Regions from separate parts of the Sus scrofa genome. Here regions 1 and 2 are each linked to region 3. A link is a contact called in public Hi-C and promoter capture Hi-C data. All regions are on one chromosome and are shown on one strand. Each heading gives the region's core, a stretch centred on a gene start, on an enhancer-like site or on the middle of the called end of the contact. The rest is flanking DNA. Distances are from core to core; before and after follow the strand shown.

Region 1 (4,356 bases), core at 1,493-3,992, 1.4 Mb after region 3:
AGTCTTCTCTCCTTGAAAATGTCCCCCCAACTCCTATACTGTGGCCTAATCCCTGGTCCTATCAGACACCTCTTCTGGAGACACGGTTTTTCTTCGTCCTCAGCACTCCTCAGGGCTTTAGATGTGACCTCCCCCGACACAGGCAGTCCTTGCCCTCCGCCTCCATATTTTTCTCTGGCGTGGACAAAAGGGTCCAGGGCTCCAGCAGCTCCCACTTGCTCTCAAGGCTCTAACCGAGATCCTGCCTCCCGATCCCCACAGTAACCAGGCCCTGCTGCCGTCAATGGAAGAGAGGGGGCGGGAGACGGCGGTGACGTCAAAGCGGAGGATGGGGCGGGGCGAGGCAGCCGGGGAATGTGGGGCAGGGAGGCCGGAGAGGCAGCGGTTTGGGAGGCGGCCAGCCCAAGAGGGCGGCGGCCAGCGCACTTGGGAACATCATGTTCTTTTGGCTGGTAGCCCAGGACATGCACCCAGCCTGGGCGCCTCCCCCAACCCAACGACAGCCGTCCGGTCCCAAAGCCAGGGATTCCTGGAGAGAGGATTAGGAGGAAGGGGTGCTTCCCCCGCCCCCACTCCAGGCTCTCTTCTGGAGACTCGCATCCACCCTCCCTCGGCTGGTTCCTACAGCTCCTGGCATTGGCTTTCCCCCCTCCCAGACTGTACACATCTGCTGGCCCGGTCCCAAAGAGCCAGGGCGGGGAAGTTGGAGGCCCAGGTTCTGCAAGAGAACACGCACCTTTGCTCCTTCCCTGAGGCCCCCTTCAAAGCCTGAATGTCTTGTTACCATGGCAGCAGAGAGAGGGAGGAGGGACAGGGAGGAGAATGGGTCAAGGATGAGGAAATCGAACTGGGACAGAGCAAGTGGCCCAGCCTGGGGCCTGGATCTTGGGGGAGGGATAAAAGAGAGGAATGAGGGACTGGGGCTGGTGCTCCAGCCCAGAAGAACCAGGAAGAGGAGAACAGGGAGGGAGTCACTAAAAGTTGCAAAAAAGCTTAAGAATGTGAGCATTGTCAGTCCCTAACCACAGCATTCACAGAAATCTTTCACCCATTCCTGTTACTGTCACCATACAGCCATATTTTTTAGCTAAAAAAAATTTTTTTTAAATATGACCCAGGCATTTTGCTGAGTACTTTACATACATTAACTTATTTAATCTTCAGAACAAGCCTGTGAGATAGATATCATTATCCCCATTGCACAAAGACCGACTAAGGCTCAGAAGTTACTAAACTTGCCTAAGTTGCTTCATAATATGTTCTCTGACTCTTAACAAATGGGGCCCAGGATTCGAATCTGAACTCTGTTAATGGCTTGTCGTTCTGGCTTCTTACCCTTCAAGAACCTGTGAGGTGTTACCACCTCTGGGGGACCTGGGCCTCTCAAATACCCAGCCCATTCTGAGTTTGGTGCCTGAAACACAGATGCCATCCCCCCCGCCCCAACAGTCAGTCTGCACTCTCTACACACTTCAAATCGCATTGTCCCAGTTTTCATATTCTCACAAAGTCCTTGAGATCACCCTGGCAGCCACTAGCCCCAGTGATCTGCTAGGAACCCCACTTCCTGACTCCTCCACCTCATCACAGGTCACTTTACCACAGGCCTGGTTACTTGTACAGACAGATACCAGAGCACCCAGTTCCTGCCTCCTCCCCTCCAAGGACTCAGGAAGACACACGTGCATCCAATCTGCACAAATCCATCCTCCCTCTTGAGATCCAATAGTTCCTACCCCACGCTCACTCCCAAGGATGGCTCCGAGGCCCAACCCCTTCTTTTTACACATGAGAGAGACATCCAGAGCCACAGCCAAGATGTGACTGGCTCAGGGTCACATAAATCATCACACCACCCTTTTTCAAGTCACCTTGTCAATCCCTTGGTACCCACCCACCTGCCCTACCAGGGCCTCTCTCTAGCTTCACAACTCCTGCTTTTTTTTTTTTTTTCCTTTTTACTGCTGGCCGCAAATGAGGCATGAGTTCCCCGGCCAGAGGTTCAATCGGAGCTGCAGCTGGAGCAACCGGCACAGCCACGGGCAACAAGGAATCCGAGCTGCATCTGCGACCTACGCTGCAGCTGATGATCCTTAACCCACTGAGTGAGGCCAAGGGATAGAACCTGCATCCTCACAGAAACGGCGTCCTTAACCGAAGAAGCAACAACGACGAGAACTTCTCCCTCCACCGCCCTGGCCTCTTTCAAGTGCTTAAGGCACCTACCCGAGCAACAGTCACGCACTGGAACGTCCCCCACTGGTTCTAAAGGGTCCGGTACCTCCTGGGAGCAGAGGTCTCAGCTCCCTCAGGCTGCCGAACGCTTCCGAACCCCTCCCCGCGGCAGTCAGGGATCCAGGCACCTTGGAATAGCGAGGGATCTTAAATCAGTGATTCCTGCTCCCTTCTCTCTAGAACTGAGTTCGCGGCCCCTATTCCCTGCAACCACTAGAGCTCCCACCGCGGCGATCACATATCCACACATTCTCCTTCACGGTACTGCATTAACATTCCTCCTTACGCCACGCGGGAAAAACCTATACCAATCGCCGCCGCTCCCCGCTCCCCACCCCACCACGCCGGAGCACTCACCGCTCGGCTCTCACGCGCGGTACAGTTTCTTCCCAACTAGGATCTCGGAGACTTGGACTCGCTCCTTCAGCCTCGCCCGCCGACCAGGACGCCACGCCCCTCAAGCTTATTGGCCTAAGGGCGCCGACCCATGCCCCGCGCCGCGTGCGGGGCCCCCCCCGCCTCCGCCCAGCTACCATTGGCACCGCCCGCCGCCGTCACCTTCTCATTGGTCAGTTTGCCTACCAAGCGACAGATCCACGTGCGGGAGGGGCCGCCCTAGCGCGTTGATTGGAGGTCTGAGGAAAGACACGCCCCCACTCACATCCGAAATTCTTATTGGCTGTGACTCCACCCCCGGCCTGCCTAGATTGGTGACGCAAACGTCAGTCCAGCCCTCCCAATTTTCTCATAGGCTGAGACATTCCGGAGCTGTAGAGGACACGTGCAGGCGGTCTCACGCGGCAAGTTGTTTACCTAGAAGCTGGGGATTTTCCTTGACGACACTCTTACCCTAGACTGCCGAGTCTGCGCAGGCGCAGATGTGAGCGCCCGTAACTTTGTGGGGGGCGCTTTGAGAGCCGTCCCGTGCGTGACAAGAGCGCCCCCGCGCTGGGACTCTGGACCTGAAACTCCCAGTAGCTGGAAGGTGTGAGCATTAGGTGAAGCGGTCTTCAGGTCTCCGTACCGCGTGACGATGATGACAAAAAGATGATAGCCACCTCCCAGATTATTTTCTGTGGCCAGGCCACGCGCTTCTTATAAAGCCGGAAGAGGCGGCGGCTCACTTCCCACCGCCTCACTAATGATACTGAGATTCAGAGAGGTTACATAATCTGTCCGGAAGAACAAGCTAGTCTCTAATGGGATCATGATTTGAACCCAGATCTCCCACATAAAGAAGGCGGGTCCAAGAGCCTGCGGGAATCCTAAGCCTGTAAAGAACTCAGTAGATGAAGGGTAAAAAGGCTCTTAGTACCTGTCCTGAAAATAGTAAGCCCTCAACAAATGGTGAACATTATGATAATGACTGTATACCTAATTATAAGAATCACTTGGTCCCTTACAACTGCTGACTCAATCTCCGGGGAAGGGGCCTGAAAATCTATTTTAAAAAGCATTCCTGGTAGTTCTCATGAGCCGACAAGTTTAGGAAACATTATCGAGATTTCCTATGCGGAACCCTCATGTTGCCGCCCAGAAAAATGGGCCCTCCGGAGCTCACCTAGCACTCCCACCTACTGTTGAAGTGCCCGGGGTCAGAGATGCAAGGGTACCACATCGGCTGCATTTGTTGCTGGAGATTAAGAGTTCAGTGTGGGGGTCCAGAGTCACCAGTCTGACTGCACACAGGGCAGGGGTGGCAAGCCCTGCAGCCGACTCCACACCACACTCACCTCTGTCTCCCTGAGCCGTTTTGTTCAATTAGTATTTATTAACCCTTCTGGATGTTAGCACTGTTCTAGGCACAAAGGGGAAGAGATGTTTCCCAGTTGTCCACCTATTTCAGGTCTAGGAGTAAATGACCACAGGAGCAACTGCGTAACACCTGAGAGTTAAGTCAAGGAGTAGAAAGGGATCCAAGAAACAGCAAAATGCCCTCAGAAAAGGAATGGGGGGAAAGCTGAGAAGCCCAGACCGCAGGGTTCACCAGGCTGAGGCCCTGGGCTCATGAACACATTATCGATTCCTGGTGCCCCCTTGTGGCCACTTTTGGGATCACACTTTGCCCTGCCCAAGGTCAGGTTCCTTGGCAAAGCTCAGTCTCTTCCAGATGTATCTTCT
Region 2 (4,516 bases), core at 1,268-3,767, 1.4 Mb after region 3:
CTGGGACCCCACCCCATTTCCAGCACTGGCCCCAAGAGAACTCATTCCCATTTCTTTGGCTCATCAATTCCTATATTCCCACACAGACACAGCCTCAGCCTTAGCAGCAGCAGCACTTTAATTCCACAAAAACTCAGAAAGCCAAAACTGATTAGAACACTCCACAACAGGTGGGCTTCAAAACCAGCAACAAATCTAACTGAACCCTGAGAGCAGTGAGACGACTCCCAAGTCACCCCCTCTACCATGCAATACATTCTTCCAGCTCCACCCAGGTTATGGCTGGGGAAATGGGGTGGTAGGAGGCCAGAGCGCAGAAGCAGGAGGTTATCCATTTGCAAGTGTGCATCCTTGTCGGCATGGTGTGTGGTCAGGGACCACTTAAGCTCCCACAGTCTCTGGTACATGAGATGTGACCACTGGAGGTCAGGGTGGCCACAGTGGGGGCTGGGCCACCGTTCTCCTTTCTTGATCACATAATGGCAGTCATGTCTCCCAAACCCAGAGCTAAAGCCCCGGTTTCCCAGAGATAGTGCTCTAACTAGGGCAGAGAGTTAGGAGAACAAGGTAGCTGCAGAGAGCCAACTGAATAGAAGCAGAGCATCACCTCCTCCCACCAGAAGGGCCTTTAGAACTTCCCATATACACCTGCATAAGGTCTAGCGAGTGGTCGCGGGCCGGCTAAACGTTATCTGGAAAAGCTTCCAATGCATAGGCCTCCCCTCAGTGGGCAGGTTCCCACCAAGGCTCCTTGAAGAGTCCTTAAGATCCTGCTGATACCTGGCCTTGCCAGGCCGCTCCCGCCCTCCTGGTCACTTGCACAGGGCCTCCAAAACCTCCAGAGTGCGTCGGATATCCCGGACTTGGCGTGCCAGCCCCTGAACCGGCTGCAGAGCTCGCTCCAGCTCCTCACAGCGCGCCAGCAGGGTGTACATGCCCTTGATGCTCATGTCCACAGCTTCGCCTAAGGAGTCCACGGCATCACGGTAGGTCTGGATGCAGCCCACACTCAGAGCTGTCAGCTCCTGAACCGCACCACCTAACCCGCGAAGCAGACGGTCCACCCTGCCGCCCAGCTCCCGACTCAGCCGCTCCAGGTCCCGCAGCACGTCGGGATCGATGGGAGGGATGGCCGGAGTGGGTGTCGGAGCTGAACAGGGCCGCGCAGGGGCAGGGGGCGGGGGTTGAGGGGCGCCGCTCAGACGGATCTTCAGTTGCAGATTGTTGGCGACAAAGTGGGTGAGGTCGCCATGGCGGCTCACCGTGCCCTCGAGCTCCAGGGGGCTGGAGATGGTGGCGCGCCGCCCGCCGCCCGGGCCATACTCGGCACCCCCTGCGGACCCGGAGCCTCCGCACGCCCCGCTCAGCCCGTCCAGGCTGCGGCTGTCCTGAAGGCGGCTGGAGAACGAACGGCCAGTCCTGCCGGCTGCCGCCTCCTCCTCATCGTCTTCCTTCTCCTGCTCAACATCCATCCCGCCGCCTCCAGGGCTCCCCCGACGGCAGACCCTCTCAGATGCAGGCTTGTCCTCTGGCGGCTCAGGGTTCTTGAGCCGCAAGGACCCATGCGGATCATGCTCGGGACCCGGCGCCCCCAGGCAGCTCTCTGCCCCAGAAGGGGTCCCTCGCCGGCCCAGCTCATCCTCCCGAGGCTCCCGTTCCGGCCGGTGGACGAAGCTGCAGCCCGAAGGCTTTGGGGACGCCCTGGGGTGGCGGCTCGTGCCCTCAACGTTCTCGGCCTCTTCCTCTCCGGACAGCCGGAGGCCTGCGGGCGGCTCAGAGGGCGTTCGGCCCGGGCCGCCGCCGAAGATCGCGGCTTGCTGTTCTCCTAGAGCCAGAAGGTCCGCCTCGGGCCCAGGCCGCCCCCGAGGCGACTCCATACCGCAGTTGGGGGCAGGAACCGAGGAATTGGTTCGCCCCGGCTGGGAAGGCCTTGGCGGCTCCTTTAAGGGGCGTTGTAGAGGCGCGCCGATTGGCCACCGGCTGACAATGGTCAGGACGGAAACAACACTCTGATTGGGCGCGGCGACCAGGAAGTCCCAGAAGGAGCGCTGTTATTGAGCAATCGAACGCACGTGAGAGCCCGCGGGGTGGAGAGTAGGAGGTGACAGCTGCGCTCTTCGCCCAGCCCTTTCAAAAAGTTGAGGGGGCAGATCTTAAAGATGAAGATCCTGAAACGTTAGAGTCCACCGGGGGCGGGGCTCTGGCTTTTTCCGCCCACAGTTGCCAGGCCCACAATTGCCGCTTAACAAACACATCTGGTGAGGACAGGAATCAGGGTTCCTAAGAGAGGTTTTTGGGATGGAAGTAGTATATCCTGCTTGGACAGTCGGGATTGAACCGCGCCTAGTTGATCAGAAAGGATAAAACCAGAATTCTCAACAGAACATGAATGGTTCGTTCCATGGTTCTAGGAAATGAACTGCCCAGAGCGGCTCACAGTGGGCAGAGAAGCGGGCTTAAGCGCTTCTCTTCTCATTTGCCACTCTGTCTTCCCGCCCCTTCCAGGTTTGAGAGTTTCCTCTTGGAGGATGGTGTGTGATTTCACCACTAGGTAAAACATTCAATAAACGAATGAGCCTGAAGGTCAGAGTCCTGGTACCATTCTGATCTCATGTCTTCCCCTACTGCTCCTGCTGGAGCCACACTGGCCTCCTCACTCTTCCTGAGAAGACAGACATGCTGACGTCTCAGGGATTTAGACTTGCTCTTGCAACTACCCCCACCCCAACCACCCTTTTTTTGAGGCTAGGTCTATCAACCAAGAAAAATTTTCATCTTGGATATTCCTCCTTTCCTTCTCTCCTTCGGGTCCTTATTCGAATGCTATCTTTTCAGTGAGGCCTTCCTTACAGTGTTTAAAATTGCAACCACTTTCTCCAGCAATTCATCTTCCTTCCCTGCCTTTTCTTCCTAGCACTTATCACCATCTGGAATACAATATATTTGCTTACTTACTCATGTAAGTTCCAAGAGGGTAAGGCTTTTTGTCTCTTTTGTTCTCATTTGTAGCCCCAGTGCTTAGGACAGTGCCTAGCATATAGTAGGTGCTCAATAAATATTTATTAAGTAAATGACCCCAAGCCATTAATTTCTCCTTTTTGGCCTGAACTCATTCAAGATGTGTTTGCATCACTTCTCAGGCCAGGGAACCTACACCACAGCAGTGGCCTGACTCAGAGCAGTAACAGCACTCAATCCTTAACCTGCTGAACCACCAGGGAACACCTCTGGCCTCTTCTTATAAGGACACCTATCCCATCATGAGGTCCCCAATCTCATGACCTAAACCTAATTACCTCCAAAGTTCCCACCTCCAAATACCATCACATTGTGGGGTAAGGGTTCAACATGAATTTTAGAAAGCCCAAAACATTCAGTCTGTAACCAGGATCCAGAGTCATTCTTTTGGCCCCTCCCAGGGTATCTGAATCCCAGGGTTTGAGGACTCTTCCACCTCATCAGGCAGAGCCCATCTTCACTACAAAAGCTGGAATACCAAGCAGTCCCTTTCCCAGCTTCCCTGGCACATGGTTTAGGCTCCCACCACCGTCTACTGGACCACTTCTGCAGTGGAATGCTTCCTGGCTGTGTAAAACCCAAGCCTAGTTCTCCTAGAGATTCTGTGAATTACCCAGCATGCTGAAAATAAGGTCTATTTGTGCTTAAATGAACTTGAATTGTTTTCTGTTGCATGCAACCAGAAATCCTAGCTGATACACTCCCCCACTTTCCAGAAGGGAAGAAAGGACTAGCTTCCATTAGACCTCGCAGAAGAAGGATGCAACTTTCCCAAGAGCCCCAGTTAATCTCCCTCCACATCTCATTGGCCTAAACTGGTTCATATGCCCAGTTTAGTCACTTTGGCCAGGGTAATACCCTGTATGATTGACTTAGGACTGAGCATCTGGAAGCTATCACTCTGGCAAGGTGATAAGAGTTAACTGACTAGGTTAAAACAATTATGCTCCTCCTGGAGCTAGAGATGGAGGGTTAGTTCTCTCCAAACTCAAACAGCTGCAACACAGGGGGGGGGGGGGGAGTGGCTGTGGGGGAGTGACCACAGTGTCCACTACATTAAGGGTCAGCAAAATATGACCTGTGGGGCCAAATCCAGCTCTCCACCCCATTTTTTTTTTTTTTTTCTTTTTAGGGCCACACATGTGGCATATGGAAGTTCCCAGGCTAGGGGTCAAATCAGAGCTAAGCTGCAGGTCCATGCCACAGCCACAATTACTGCCATGCAGATCCAGCCATGTCTGTGACCTACACCACAGCTCACTGCAAAGCTGAATACTTAACCCACTGAGCAGGGCCGGGGCTGGAACCCACATCCTCATAGGGCCCACTAGTCAGGCTCCTTACCTCTGAGCCACAGCAGGAACTCCAGACCCATTTTTATATGGTCTGTGACCTCAGAATTTTTTCTAACCTTTTAAGAGTCCATCTTAGGCCTGTATGACACAATGGAGTGACAGTCTGATGGATGTTGATAACTAAGCAATCAGCTTGGGGGAGA
Region 3 (4,013 bases), core at 1,131-3,630:
TCTCTCCCCTCCCCAGGATTAGATTCCTCTTTTGCAAAGGTTAAAGAGGAGCTGGTGCCCTTTAGGAAAGGCCAGGGGTAACCTGAGCCCTGAAGGGCTGGGGAGGGGGCCTGGAAGAGGGGCTGCAGGAGTGACATCCACTCACTTGTGCCCAGCTCACTTGTCAGGCGGAGAGCGTGGGGGGCTGCCTCTGTCCTCAGTAGGGAAAGGGGCAGGGGGTTCTCGGCAAGCTCTGAGCTCTAAAACTGAACACCCCACTCCGTAGGCGTGAGGGTCTCACCTCTTAAGGTCCTCATAGCGGCCTCTCTCGGCCCCACCCCATCCTACCCTCTCTCGGCCGGCAAGGGGGGTGGGGGAGGGGACCGGCAGACGAATTTAGACCAGTCCTCGGAGTTGGCGCAGCGCCCTACTGATAGCGCTGGGACAGCACTTATCGCCCCGCGTGGAGACTGCCAGTCAGGAGCCCTTTCCCCACCGACGGCGGGCGCTTCAGGTCGCGATCCCAGTCTATCAATGAATGGTGTTCAAGCAAAGTGAAAAAAAATGAACAGGAGTGTGGCCCTTTCTGAGCGTCTGACCGCCGTGGCGGGTGGGGGGGGGCAGTTGGGTGGTCTGCTAACAGCCCTGCGGGAAAACGCGTCTCGGAATTTGGTGAATTTCTCCGCCTGGGCGTGTTGGGCGGGAGTGAAGTCTGTGCCGACTTGGGCTGCAAACCCAGCCGGGAGCGGAGGGCACGCTGGGGCTTGGGCCAGCAGGCTGGCCAGCCAAAGGGCGAGGGTCACCGGCGCCTCGGCTCGTCGCCCCTGATTCGGAGGTCCTTCCCGCAGGCGCCGGAGCGGCCAGCGCCTGGTGACTCACCCCCGGCCCTTTCCCGAGCTCTCCTCCCCACCCCGCCTGCCCTGCGGGGTCGGTCTCCCAGCCCCCACCCCAGGATCCCTACTCCCGTCTTCCATCTCACCCCCCCCTTATCTCTGGCCGCTCCCTCTCGGGAGATTTCCACCCTGGGGTAGGGGGTGCGGCAGGCCAGAGGTCAGGAGACGGCGGGCGGGGAGCGCCGCCACGTGCCCGCGTGCGGCCCCGCCCGGGCCGGCCAGTGACTCAGCCACGGCGGCTGTCGAGGAACCAGGCTCGGGGGGCGGCGGGTGCCTTTAGGGTTCGCAGCGGCCTCGGGAGCACCGCACCCCTCTGGGGGGGACGGGGAAGGTACGAAGCCCCTTCACGCCCGGGAGGCGCCCCTCCCCCGAGGGACCGGAAGCGGCCAAGCCCCTCAGCGGACCCGGCGGCCAGCCGGGGCTGGTTCACCTAAGCCGGGTCCTAACCCCACCCGCTTCCCAGCGGGCGGCGAACGAACTCTTCGCACACAATTTCTTAGCATAAGTTTTACTGAAAAAAGAAGAGGAAAAAGGCCCAGGGGGCCAGGGTAGAAGGGACTTTCCTCTTCTTGAAAAAGTTGCATGTTGAAACCCTAGTATTCTTCCGCCTTGAAAAATAGGCCCGCCCGCCGCGCCCCGCGGGCGCCGAGGCTCAGTGACCTCTGCAGAGACAGGGTAAGGGGGACGGACGGCGACCCAAACTGCTGACCGGGGCACAGTCATGGAGTGAGGCCTAAGGCTGGAGCTGATCCAGCGCGAGGGATAATCCCCGTGGAGTCGGGTGGGCTCCAGCGAGTGCAACTTATGCCGCCGTGCAGATGCTGAGGACAGAAGTGTCCCCGGTGGGCGCCTTCAACTTGGAAAATGGTCGGGGTATTTTGTCAAATTTCCCTTTACTGCCTTTATTTCTTGAATAAATAAAATCAAGAGTGCAGAAGCGGTAACGTGCGCGCCTCACCCCCGCCCCTTCCGCCCAGCAGCAGACACGTCCCCGGCCCGCCTTCCTTCGCTGGGGGTCCAATTCGGCCCGGCCCGGCGCGCCCCGGCGCGCGCCCGCGAAGCCGGCGGCCGGCCCTAACCGCCCCACGCGCTCTCGCTCTCTGCCCCGGCGCAGGCGCGGGCGCACGCGCTGCCGCCGCCTGCCGTTCCTCCCCCCGCAACCCCACAGCAGAGGTGGGGGAAGGGGGAGTCGTTCCGTTTAACCCTGAGTTCCCCGAACCCTCTTAATCTGCTAAATTTGCAGCTCGCTAGTTCTTTCTCCGTTCACTTTCCTTCCTCCCTCTGGCTCACTCTCTTTCCCTACACCAAAGTCTAATATTCTATGCAAATTGGCGCGAGCCCCAACTCTAACCCCCCCGCCTCCCATCCTTTCAGCGTCGGTTCCCATCGAACTCGGCAAATTTTGCAATAGGGGGAGGGATTTTTTAAATTGCATTTGCAAAGTTCGGTATCTGGGCAGGCGAGAAGGAGGAGGGAGGGGATGAGGAGTAGGCCCCGCCCCCACCGCCCTTTGCAAATAAAAATCTAGGGGGGTGGGGAGGAGCAGGAAGTGGCGGTGCGAGGGCTGCTGCACAGCTAGCAGAGCCGCGGTCCGGACGGCAGCGCGTGCCCCAAGCTCTCTGCCTTCCCCCGCCCGCCAGTCCGAGGCAGCCCGAGCCCAACCCGCGGCCCCAGCAGTAGCCCCGAGAGCAGCCCCAGTAGCAGCGCCATGGCCGGGTGGAACGCCTACATCGACAACCTCATGGCGGACGGGACCTGTCAGGACGCGGCCATCGTGGGCTATAAGGACTCGCCCTCCGTCTGGGCCGCCGTCCCCGGGAAAACCTTCGTCAACATCACGGTACTGCGAGGCCTGCGGGGTCTGGGGAACTGGCCGGGCTTGGACCCTGAGGGAGGGACTTGGGTGGGGGCGGGCACGCTCTGGAGAGCGCAGCGAAAAGCCGTGGTCGCTCCTGGCCCTGGAAGTGGCGCGAATGGTGGCTGCACGTGAGCCGGTCCGTCCCGGGGCCCCCCGAGTCGTACGTCCCGGGCGGCGGCGCCCGGCCAGCCCGCCGGCCCCGCTCTCCGAGACGGGGCGTTACATCCGGGGCACAGGGCGGGGAGGGGCGCGCCGCCCGGTGCGGCGGCCCACTTCCGTCTCCTCCAGGGCGGGGCGGGCACACGCTGCAGTTTCAACCCGGGATTGTGATTGAGAAGGGACTCGGGGACCCCTGGACCCTGAGCTCCACTTCCGCCCGCCTGCTCGCGCCCCCTCCACCATTGTTCCTCCTTATGCGGTGGGAGCCCGGCTCGCGTGGCCAAGGTCCCATGCCCGTCCTCTGCGCTCCCTGCCCCTCCCAGCTCCGTTAGAGAGGGCTAGGCCGCCTCACGCCCTCCGCCCCCCCGCAGTCGGCACGTTAGACTCAACATTCCTGTGAGACCGATCCCGGAAGTCCCCTCGCCCTCCCTTCCCGCCATCCGGCGGGGCCTGGAGCAGGGGAACTTTGTGAGAAGTTCTAGGACTGAATTATCAGTGAAGGAGTAAGGGATGACTTCTGCTGTCCCCTCACCACCTCCCCAGTCCACACTGCCCGGAAGTGGGGAGGGGGAGCGGAAGTTCGAAAGGGGGGGAAGGGGATTTCCGGGCGGGAGGGGACCGGATGTGGGGATTTGGGGTGTAAGGGGGAGGGGAGAGAGTTTCCCTGGGGTATCAAGACCCGAGAGCTGGCTTGCTGGGTCTAGCCCCAGGCCCCCTCCAAAAGTTTTTCAACTTTCCCGGAATGCCCCCAGACATCTTGCTTCCTCCTCTTAGAGCACAGATACCTGGACCTGAACTCAAGGTTACTTAGAGACCCAGGCGTCCGGGCCCCTAACAACTCCTGTAGAACCTTTGACCAAATAAGGGCAAAGTTGCTTCTCCTGCTTCGCCCGCCCCCTCCCTTCCCCTCTTCGCTTCTGCTTTTCCTGAAGGAGACTTCTGAGCATCCAAAGGCTCTCCAGTCCATTCCACTCCACTCTCCTCACTCCTTTTTGGCCCCCTTTATTTCCTGGGTTTGCTTTCCCAAGAAATGACATCTAAGTCTCCAGGGGAATATGTCGTCCCTTTCTGTTACCATTCTCCTAAGTTTGAGGATCATGATCTTTTTGTGCACGAACTTCCGA

The links. Promoter capture Hi-C pulls out the DNA fragments that hold promoters and counts their contacts. Hi-C and Micro-C count contacts between places; a contact is called where the count stands out from the background.
Region 1: a promoter capture Hi-C map of liver shows a contact between it and region 3, with 10 times the contacts expected there. The contact joins the promoter of PER1 here to the promoter of PFN1 in region 3. A contact is called at or near these places in 2 of 5 promoter capture datasets (fetal liver and liver) and 2 of 47 Hi-C or Micro-C datasets (liver and skeletal muscle).
Region 2: a contact with region 3 is called in a Hi-C map of omental adipose tissue, with 1.5 times the contacts expected there. The contact joins the promoter of BORCS6 here to the promoter of PFN1 in region 3. A contact is called at or near these places in 2 of 47 Hi-C or Micro-C datasets (embryonic fibroblasts and omental adipose tissue).

The regions. Positions count from the first base shown.
Region 1 is chr12:53,373,981-53,378,336 of Sscrofa11.1, forward strand. It overlaps PER1 (period circadian protein homolog 1), which reads right to left and starts at 2,743. Exons shown (of 24, transcript XM_005657042.3): 1 at 2,593-2,743; 2 at 2,227-2,363.
Region 2 is chr12:53,404,235-53,408,750 of Sscrofa11.1, forward strand. BORCS6 (BLOC-1-related complex subunit 6) reads right to left here and starts at 2,518. Exons shown (of 3, transcript XM_021067862.1): 1 at 1-2,518. The coding sequence starts at 1,877. The coding sequence ends at 813.
Region 3 is chr12:51,960,262-51,964,274 of Sscrofa11.1, forward strand. It overlaps PFN1 (profilin 1), which reads left to right and starts at 2,381. Exons shown (of 3, transcript NM_001244416.1): 1 at 2,381-2,712. The coding sequence starts at 2,581.